2 separate regions of the Columba livia genome follow, and region 1 is linked to region 2. The links are chromatin contacts, called in public Hi-C maps. All regions are on one chromosome and are shown on one strand. The core of a region is the stretch at or near the end of the contact, and the rest is flanking DNA. Distances in the headings are between cores, read along the strand shown. Region 1 holds the start of LOC135578534 (transmembrane protein 14C-like). Region 2 holds the start of SMIM13 (small integral membrane protein 13).

What was found. Hi-C and Micro-C count contacts between places; a contact is called where the count stands out from the background.
Region 1: a Hi-C map of liver shows a contact between it and region 2, with 6 times the contacts expected there. The contact joins the promoter of LOC135578534 here to the promoter of SMIM13 in region 2. A contact is called at or near these places in 2 of 2 Hi-C or Micro-C datasets (crop and liver).

What each region holds. Positions count from the first base shown.
Region 1 is chr2:70,352,222-70,357,707 of bColLiv1.pat.W.v2, reverse strand. It overlaps LOC135578534 (transmembrane protein 14C-like), which reads left to right and starts at 1,297. Exons shown (of 4, transcript XM_065052426.1): 1 at 1,297-1,542; 2 at 2,054-2,155; 3 at 3,938-4,022; 4 at 4,247-5,068. The coding sequence starts at 1,467. The coding sequence ends at 4,304.
Region 2 is chr2:70,206,806-70,212,263 of bColLiv1.pat.W.v2, reverse strand. SMIM13 (small integral membrane protein 13) reads left to right here and starts at 1,625. Exons shown (of 2, transcript XM_005512547.3): 1 at 1,625-2,104. The coding sequence starts at 2,029.

The DNA of each region.
Region 1 (5,486 bases), core at 48-2,547, 150 kb before region 2:
AGAGTGCAGAGGAGGGCGGTGAAGCTGGTGACGGGTCTGAAGCACAAGTGTGTTGAGGAGCATCTGAGGGAACTGAGGCTGTTCAGCCTGGAGAAAAGGAGGCTGAGGGGAGACCTGATCGCTATCTACGACTACCTGAAAGGAGGTTGTAGCATGGAGGGTGTTGGTCTCTTCTCCCAAGTGACAAGTGACAGGACAGGAGGAAATGGCCTCAAGTTGTACCAGGGGAGGTTCAGATTGGATATTAGGAAAAAATTCTTCCCAGAAAGGGCTGTCAGGCATTAGAACAGGCTGCCCAGGGAAGTGGTGGAACCACCATCCCTAGAGGTGTTTAAAAGGCATTCAGATGAGATTCTTAGGGACATGGTTTAGTGCTAGAGTTAGGTTATGCTTGGACTCGATGATCCTGAGGGTCTCTTCCAACTGAAATGATTCTATGATTCTAAGACACCAGGAGATGTCCCTGTGTCAGACAGAGACAGCTCTATCCATCTCCTAGACAGATCTGCCGCTGGCCAAAGCTGAGCCCATCATTGATGCTGGTGGTGCCTCTGTGGTACATGTTTCAGAAAGCGTAAAAATGCTGCAGAGTAGAAACTGAGAGAGTGGAGCGAGAAAATGTGAGAGAACAGCCCTACAAACACTAAGGTCAGAGCAGAAAGAAGGGAGGAATGCATCAGACACAGGAGCAGAGATTCCTTTATAGCCTGTGGTGAGACCGACTGTGCCCCTGCAGCCCATGGAGGTCCACGGTGGAGCAGAAATCCACCTGCAGCCCGTGGAGGACCCCACACGGGTGGAGAGAAGACAGGTTGGAGCAGGTTTGCTGCCAGGAGCTGTGACCCTGTGGCGGACCCAGGCTGGAGAGGTCTGTTCCTGAAGGACGGCACCCTGTATAAAGGACCCATGCTGGAGCAGTTCGTGAAGAACTGCAGCCCGTGGGAATGACCCGCGTTGGAGCAAGGGAAGAGCATCAGGAGGAAGGAGCAGTGGAGATGAGGAGTGGGACTGACTGCAAGCCCTGCTCCCCTTTCTCCGAGGAGTCTAGAGTGATGTTGAGCCTGGGAAGATGGGGAGAGGGAGGTTTCATCTTGTTTTATTTCTCACTTTCCTACTCTGTTATTAACTGGCAATAAATTTAAGCTCCTAAACCGAGTCTGGCCCATGTCAGTACCGGTGCGGGATCTTTACTCCCGCGGAACCTCAGGGCCGGACCGCACCGCAGCCCACGCACCACCCAAGCTCGCAGGAGCCCCGACACTGCTGCCCCCGCACTAGCCCCGGTCCTTGACCCTGGCCACGCAGCTGCCGCCCGCCCAAGCGAGCGACCTGCCCCCGGGTGCCCGTCACGGCCGGCGGGAGGGACCTCCGGCAGAGGCGGCACCGCCGCGGGGAGGGCGGCCCAAGGTCGGAGCGGGACTGGAGGGGCGAGGCCGGGCGCTGCCTGCGGCCTGCGCAGCCCGCAGATGGAGTACGACTGGCTGGGCTTCGGCTACGCGGCGCTGGTGGCGGCGGGCGGCGTCGTAGGCTACGCCAAGGCAGGTAGGTGCCGGCAGCGGCGGCGTCCCGGGTCCCGGCCTTGCCCGCAGGCAGCGCCTCGCTCTGCTTCGCCCGGACCGGCGGGGGGTGTCCCAGCGCTTCGCGGGGAAGGGCTGTGTCGCTGTCGGGCCGGCGTCCGGGGCTGAAATCCCGCCTTGGGAGCTGGCGGGGTGTCTGCCGGCCCCGCGGGGGGCTGGGGCTGCCGCCTCAGCCGGGGCTGCGGCGAGTTCGGGTGCCCGGGCCCGGTCCTCCGCGGGGAGTCACCCGGCAAACTGCGCGAAATCCTTGTTGCATGGAAACGGTGCTCGGCCGAGGCCTGCGAAGTGCCATGCTAATAAAAACAACTTGCTATGTTCTGTTTGGTTTAGGTTTGCTTTGTGGTTTATGTTTTCTTATTTTTCTTATTTTTATATTTTTAGTAGTGAATGTGTACTTGCAAGTCGTTTTGTTTGTTTTGCAGACTTGCTGTGTAAGTGCTCTTTCACTAACTGCTTTATCTTCCGTTTTATTCAAGGCAGCACCCCTTCTCTCGCAGCTGGTCTTCTCTTCGGTGGCTTAGCAGGACTAGGTGCCTACCAGCAGTCCAAAGATCCAAAGAATGTCTGGCTTTCCCTCGGTAAGTTTACCCAGCACCCAAGGACTAAGCATCGCTGGTAGCAGTGGGAGCAGTAACTTCTTTTTCTAGCACATTTCAGCCTGTCGGTGCCCTTTTATTTTTACAAATGTTTTAAGCAGTGGCAAGGCCTCCTGCCCATAGTCAGGAGGTATTTATGTAAGAACACAGAGCCTGGTTCCAAAACCTAGGTTGTCCTGGAAGCCAGAGCTGGTGAGAAACAACCATCTCCTCTGTCAGACAAGATAACCATGTTAAACTAATGTAGGCACAGGAGAAGTATATGAAAAATGTTTGGTTGTGATGCAGCATTTTTAATTTATGGTCATGGAATAGGCGTTTTAGCAACAGTGACAGCACTGTGACAAGCAGTATGTGGCTTTATGGAATATTGGCTTGCACAAGCATCTCAGAAGAAGAGCAGTATAGGTTGTAATGCATCATATGCTGTGGAAGAAACAGTGAAATATGTAGAAGAAAGGAGGGAATTATATATTCTCCTTGCTTGTGGTAGATGGGACAAGAAGATGTGGGCTTAGCTTGCACTTAACTCTTTGAGTGAAGCAGAAGGATAAAATGACAGTGGGAAGTATTATGAAGCACTGGAAGAAATCAGGTGAACCTCATGTACTTCCACCACTGCAGGACTTTAATAACTGGTTAGATCAGTATCCATCAGGAACAGATCTTGCCTTTGGGCACTAGGTTAGCCTAGATGACCTCTTGAGGTTCTTTCCAGTTCTGTAACTATGCTATAGTATTATTAGTGTTATGATACTAGAGCATTACAGTGATTTAAGACTATTTCAAACCAATAAGACTTGATCATGTAATGTGCTGAAAGGTTTCATGAAGCCCCTGGTAGATACTGCAGAGGACCAGACTACCTTGTCAGTAAGGAATTAAATGTAAAACACAGCTTAATGTGAAGTAAACTTTCCACTTCTGGACTTTCTCCTCCACACTGGTGTGCTGTGGGAGCGGCTGTGCATCTCCAGCATGAGTTTGTGGCTCCCACTAAGCTTTAGGTTGGTCACAGTACCTCAAGGTAGAAATACAGAAAAAGAATCTTGACAGAATATCTTTAGAATATCTTTTGCCCTGTCTGATGCAAACAAACTTGAAGCTTTGGAGAAAGGTATACAACACCTCTACCTGCCTTTTGAGGAAACAATGGCCCTGTAACTTTTATGTGATTATCAGTAGGATTATTTTTCTGGACTTGGAGATTAAATAATTTGGAGTAATGTTTAAAATGTTAGTCGCTCTTTCAGTTTGATCCCTTAGATTGCTTTCTGTTTGCTAATTCATATTTTCTGATAGCAGTGTTTTATTTTTAGTTGCAGTATTTAGTGCCACTTCCCAGTTCAGAATGTCACAGAGAAACTGTAATATTTACCTCCCACAGAGGGAACTTTGTCTGACCTTTCTGGGAGTTTTAAGCCTATCTGTATTGAAGGAAATAATCCTTCTGCAAACAGAAAGCGAGGGGGAGTTAGCAATCTGCCTGGAGGATTGGAGGTCGTGGGCAATGAGGCAGCGGTCTCAACCCTGATGAGATCTACTCGCTTCTTACGAGCAGTGGAACACACTTGCCAAAGCTGCTGAGAAGCTTGCAATAGTTCTACTGTTCAGCAAAAATAAGTGACATGTTTGTGTACAGTTCCCTGCGTTCCTATCCATAGCCATAGGCCTATTTGGCTGGCCCTGCTCAATGTCCAAGCGTTGCAGCGTTGCGCTGGTATTTCTATTCCAAATGGTTCTGACTGGGCTTTTTTTCAACAGTGGCGTCTGGAACTTTGTCTGCTGTTATGGGAATGAGGTTTTACAACTCCAGAAAAGCAATGCCTGGGATAATTGCTGGTGCCAGGTAGTCACTTGTCTTTTGTTCTTGTCTGTATTTTCAAGTAGGCATTTTATTTAACTTATTTGTGGATTATATTGTTTTAAAAATGTTATGTGGTAAGTTCTGAGAAAAATGAAATCTTACGGTGGAGTTCAGCCAAATGAAAACATGTCAATATTTCCTTCCTTCTTCTTTATGGGATTTTTGCCTCCCTTGTTTTTTTTAATAATGATTGTTCTGTTCAACAGTTTACTGATGGTTGGACGGCTTGGATTGCAGATAATGGAAAAGCCTCTTAAATCATAAGTCTGCATGAAGTCACTGAAGATATGTGATTGAGAAGATCGAAAATGCAACTGCCTAAATGTTCTATACAAAAGTGGAAAAGGCACTGCTGTCTGTATATTGTATTTTTCATATCTTAATGCAAGTGGGTTTTGTTTTAAAAGACTGACACTGAGAACCCTTGTTACATCCTCCAAAATATTATTTTCCTTAATGTTTTCTGCTCTGTGAAGCAAGAAAATATGAGTATAGCATTAGTTTAGCTTCTGGTCCTGCAACTTGCTGTAGGCAATGACCTCCGCACTTGCATACAGATAGTTGCAGGATTGAAGCTTAAATGTACATCTGGACCTGTCATTCTAAAATAATCTGTACCTCTAAAACAAGGGGAGAGGAGTTGCCAATTTTTCACTAGTAATTAATAAAACAAACATGCTTATTACGTTACCTCTCCCCTTCTGCTTCCCTGCCAGTTTATCTATCATGTTTGTTAGTCAGGGACTTTGTTCTCCCAGTACTGTGCATTAGAACCTGGTTTCAAAAAACACAATCACGGAGCAAGCTATCAAGGTTCTGCTGTAATACAATGAATGCAAACCTGTTACTTGCAGTTACTTGTAAGCAAAAGTGCCCAGCCAAATGTCATTAATTTCACTTTTACAGATTATTATTCATAAATCAAAAATATGCTTTATTAGATAATGCTGAATTGTAGGCATAGCTCTTGCATTTCACGAGAATTAAAATGTTATTATAAATAAACCAACAGATTATTATTACAAACACTTGTGTTTTACACAACTATTCTTTTTTCTTTCGTTGTTCATCTGAGTTGATACAGTTTAGTGCCTTTCTGGCAGGTGTCTGAATATAGTTGTCAATGTAGATTGTATAAACTATCTCTATTCCATTCCCAAATCTTGTGAATTGTAAATATAAAAATCCCATGAACTGGGAGGAAGCGTAGAGAACAAAAGCATACACACCATATTTTCAGACAAGTGTTAGATTAATTTTTTTTGAGAGGAATCATCTATTTCAAATTTGAAAAATGCTCCATGAAAGTTGAAAGATTGAAGGGCTCAGTTGATCAGTCTCTGTCCTCAGTTGATTCCCTTGATGCCTGAAATCAGTCTAAATATAAACCTGCCACACAGAAGTAATCCTGTGAGCTACACATGGATGGTAATGTATCCCTTTTTT
Region 2 (5,458 bases), core at 376-2,875:
AAGATATTGTATGTGCCTAGAAAAGGATTAAAAGATTAGGACGCTGTAGAACAAAAACTGCCTGGATTACTTTAACTTGCTCTTCCTGTGCATATTCATTTTAATAATCCTTATTTACAACAATAGCCTTCAGCAAGACTCCTGCTACATTAATGCATGGTGCGGATGATAAACAAACAGAAGGCCATGAATGATGCAAGGATCTGGAAAAGGACAAAAGATAATCTCGTTAAAGTGGCTGAAATTCCTGTTCTGGACTAGAATACAGAGTTTATTTAACATAATTTCCACGTGGTCATGGGGAGATCATTCAAATATTTTTTCTACAGCTAGTCGAAGATTCTATTCTTCCTTCTGCTGGCTGCCTGAGGGTAACTAAATGTGCATTTGTCAAAGTGCTGAGCAGCTGCACCTGACATCAGTGAAAGCTGTGCTACAAATAAATTAAATGCAAAAGAAACATGAGATTTTTGCCATACACTGGCTGAAAAGGAGGCCAAAAGGGGCACCAAATATGTTGACACTTTGAACATCTATTTCAGCCTCAATCCTCTTCCTGGTGAAGGAGGGATAATCCCATTCCTCACCTGGTCTTGCTGCACAAACACAAACACCAGTTAACTGACTGCTGCAAAACATCTGGTTAGTCTAGATGTATCAGCTCTCACACCCTGAAAATAAGGCCTGTGCCCTCAGCATCCACATCTCTCTTGTTTTTGCTAGTCGTTATCTTTCTGATTTGCACCATTTGCTCTATGGAAGCAAGTAAAATGCTCCTGCTTTGACCCGACCCGTGGATAAGCTTTCTCTGACATCTCACTGCAATGGTGACATCTACATGGGAAGTTAGGCTTCTGCAGTAGCGGATTCAAACAAACATTTTCAGTAGTTCTAGAAACATTAACCAGCACCTCCCACACAACAAATGAAAGTTATAACCTTATTCCAGTTCTAAAAGTAAAGTCCATGTCAGAATCAAGATTATCTCATGATTCCGGGAAGTTATTATTTCCTCAGATTTCTCTTAAGAGGGAAAGACCAGCTTTGATGTGTCGCTACAATGTCAACAGAAAGCAAGAGTCAAGGCCATGTGGAATTTGAACCATGCTGGGCTGGCGCATATGTAGAAACGCTGCCTTGGCCAAGGACTGGTGGCCCTGCTGTCCCCTTTCCGATCAACCCGGGCACGGGGAAGCCAGGGCAGCAATGACAAGAGGGAGAAAGAGGAACAAGAGATGAGGTTGCCCCATCCTTAGGACTGAGCTAAATCAATCACTGCACGGGGAGCAACCTGTCTACTACAGGCTCTCTGCTCTGCTCAAGGCTCCAGCCACGGCCACACATGTGTCTTTACCACACTGCCTGCCCCCTCTCGCCCTGCTCTGCCTCCCACAGCCTGGCCGGGCACCCGCTCAGCCCACCCTGCGTCACCCCCGCCCTCAGTGCCGCCCGTGCCGCGGTCGCCTCTCAGCCCCAAGCAGGGAGGGCGGCGCGGGGCACGCCGGGACTTGTTGTCCCCCTTGCGGGGGCGCCTCCCGCTCTTGCCGCCGGGACTTGAGGAGGCGAACTACAGTTCCCAGCATCCACCGCGCTCTGCGTCACCACGACGCACTCGGAGGCCCGCCCCGTCTCTCCACGGCCGCTCTTCGCGCCGGGCTGTTAAGCGGCGGGAGGAGACAGCGCCGGTGCTGCCGCCGGCTCAGCCCGCGTCTCCTCGGCTCACCTCGCCCTCCCGGCTGGGCCGCGGGGCTGCCCCCTCCCTTCCCCGGGGTAGCGGGCAGCGATGCGAGGCGCGGCCTCCTCCTTCATGTAGCCGCCGGCGGGCGTTTGCCTTCACCTCAGCCCCGCGGCGGCCCGCTGCGGGTGACCCGCCGAGGGGCCGGCTGGGCCCCGACCGCCCCTGCTGTCTCTCCCGCAGGGGCGGCCGTCGGTGGGGCTCGGCCCAGCCCGGCCGAGCGGCTGCCTCGGCGGGGAGGTGTCGTTGAGGAGGGGGCCCCCGCCGCCGGCGAGGGGGAGGCGGCTGGCGCCATGTGGCAGAGCATCGGGCTGACCTTGCTGGTGATCGTGGCCACCCTGGCCTGTGTGCTGCTCTTCATGCTGTGCGGTGAGTCCCGCCCGCCGCGCTCCGTGCGCGGCGAGAAGCTGCCGGAGGGCTGGCCGGCTTGGGCGGGCAGCGCTCCTGTCCCCCATTCTCACCCCGCTTCTTCCCCCTCCCCCGCTTTCTCAATCTCTGGTGGTTCCTCTTCGCTCAGATTGACTGAAGGAAATGAAAGGGCACCGTGCCCTGGGCTGTGGGGGAGCGTGTGTGGTTCGCAGCGCCCCCTTCTCTTTGTTTCCTAATAATTTTCAGCCATGAAATATTCCCAGAGCATAATTCGGTGACTAATCTGAAGCTGTCAGCATTTTTTTAGTGAACGGACTCTGTACGTGGGTCTGAAATGTTACTGAATAGAGGAAGTAAACTTCATACTGGTACCTCTCAGGCTTTGACATCTGTTTGCTAGAACAGATTGAAAGCAGGTCATTTGAGGTTTTTTCTTATGTGTATTCAGAGAGAAGGGTTATTTCAGTGGTAGGCACGAGTTGCAGGTCTGTATGAGTTCTTGGAAGGAATCAGTAGGGTAGTACATGAGGGTGTTGTGGTCAATGTGCTGAACTTAGAGCTCTAAAAAAAAACCCACCTCAAAACTCACCACCACCAAGCTCAAACTGTGCCATAGTCTGTGGTGAAAAGTTTGTGAGATAAGAAGCAAATTCCAAGTGCCTTTGTGATTTGTGGAAGCCAAGGGAGCAAAGTGAAGAGTCAGCTAACATTTAATGCTTAAAAATGTCAATTGGGATCAAAATGGCAAACCGTTGTGAAAAGATTTTGCAATATCAAGGGTCTGGATAGTAATATGGGATGTGAAATCCAGTATTAGCATGAATGGAGTAATGCACATAAGAAGTGTGAAATGTATGCATACATAATTTTTGTGGGGAAATATGGCTTTGAACTGAGCTGTTAGCATCCCAAAAAAAGGATTAGCTGAAGGAATTGTGAGCAGTTCTCCAAAATCTCTGTTCAATGCCTTGTAGCAAGCAAATAGGTAAATTAAACACTGGAAGTTTAAAATAAAATAGAAGATGTCATTATATTGCTGCAGGGATCTACCACATACCTGTGTCTCAAGCAGTGTATTTTCTTGTTAAAGTGTATTACATTATTTTAAAAAAAGCCTAGTTTCTTTTTACAAAATAAGGTGGTGAGAGCTATGTAATGATTCCTGCATGAAGAAACTCTAAATAGGTTAGATCTATCTAGCCTGGAAGATAGATGGGTGATGGTTATAAAACTGAGCAGAATGAAAAAGGGAAATTGGGAATGGTTATGAAAATGTCATCATTGCAGAGGAACTGGAGAACATACAGTTAAATGATTGAGCAACAGACTTAAAACAAAATGTTTTCGTTTTACACAATGGGGAAATAAATTGCAGTCTCATTAAGAAAGACTATTTTGGATGCTGAAACTTTATTAAAGTTTGTGGAAGAAAGGTCAACATTTTTAACCCATAGCGCTAAGACTCGGGTAAGGAAACTTCTGAAATACAGATAACTAGGACTGCAAGGGTGCACATTGTGCACTTTTCCTGGTATTCTGCGCTTTTCCTGTGTGTCCTTACTGTCCATTGTCACATACTAAAAGCTGACCTATGTGGCTATTTATGCAAATTTCTACGTGCTCATTAGGTGTTGTCTGGCCACTTTTCGTATTTTTAGAAGACGAAATGTGGTATTTTCTAGGGTTTTTATGTTTTCATAGTATGCCTATGAGATCTTTGCTTCCTCTTGTGCTGAAAGATTAAAATAATTTTGTGAGATGCTATTCAAAATCAGAAACACTTTCTCCGGGCCTTCCTGCTTTTATCTGTATGTCACAAATGGAATTGAAATGCTTAGGATCTCTAACTTTGCCTGCTAACTCAAACATCTCTCTAGTGTTTAATTACTTTTGCTCTCTTGAAGCAATAAATTAATGACTATTTTTAAGTGGTTTGTAAATACTTAGCAGCTTGGAGTTCTGTATTGTACATTCAACTAGGATTCAATTAATACTTTGCTTTGAACCCTCGTTTTTTTTTTTTCCTTTCAACAGCGTTAGAGTTTATAAAATGAGTGCTAAAAGTCACTAAATTCCAAAAGTACTGAACACTGGAAGCTGACGTGTTCATTGTTTTTTCGGGGGATTTGAACTGTTACCCTGTTAGAAGTGACTCGATAGAATTTGATAATTATTTCCAGTATTGGTAATGATTTTTTTGCTGTCATACAGCATTTACAAATTAGTATTGCTACACTTCTTGGTTCTTGTGCCATGATTATTAATGGGAAACATTCAAGGAAAACAGAGCACAACTAGAGAAAGTTGAGTACATGCTACTTCAAATTTAATTATTTATCTGTGCCAGTGATAGGCAGTTTCTTATCCAACTTCTTACCTACAGATCTCTCATCTTCACAGCCTGTTAGACTCCCAGGGAGACTGAGTGCTGTGTATGACAGGATAGGAATAAATGCCAGCCAGTGAGACACATGAATTAATGGGCAAACATGACACAAGAATGAGTGGATATAATATTGACTAAGCTTGATCTGATGATAAGAATATTTTACAGCCATCCGTGAGAGGTACTGAAACAGCCTTATGAAAAGGACTTACAGGGTCAAGAGCCTAAAGAGCTGTAGCTTGGATTTTGAGTGGTTTATAAAAGGATTAATGGTGTGAATGCTTGTAGAGAACAATAGACTTAAACATCCAGGAGACATCCTAGGATCACGTGGATTTCTGCTGCTTATAACAAATTTGATGCAATATGTGTTATCAGAACTTAAATATTGGGGAAAAAATTATATTTTATCATTTTTCTAATGTGAAGGGAAAAAATTCAAAGCACAGGCTATTGGAAGTTATTTGGACCAGTTCTTTAGCCATATGAAAAGCAAATGTTTGTGCCTGAATTAGGTGTTTATGTCTATAGAAGTACTTCAAATAAATGACCTGATTTCTTCTAAACATTTCCGTGTGCTTGCAACAGCTACTTTCAGTTTTAGTCTGAATTTGTTAGGAAACAGAAGGTTTGCAGCTAGCAACATCTCTATTTGTAAACTGGTCACATCTGACATAGAAACCATTGAGGGTCTGTAAACAGCAATTTTTCAGTTGTGCTTTAAAAGTGGGACTGAGGTAACTTGCTTCCACTTTTTTTTTTTATTATTTTATTCCCGTATTTTCTGATTTCCTTCCTCTGGTTTCTCTCTAGTGGTCTTATTGCTGCTTTTGCGTTTTCCATGTTCCTCTGCAGATGGGAGGAACTCATGCATAGTCAAGGATATAGGATAAAATACCAGCCAAGGTGAACTCTAATAGTGTATTTGTTATTATTATTCTGTGTATTTGTTTTGTTTTCCCCAGGTA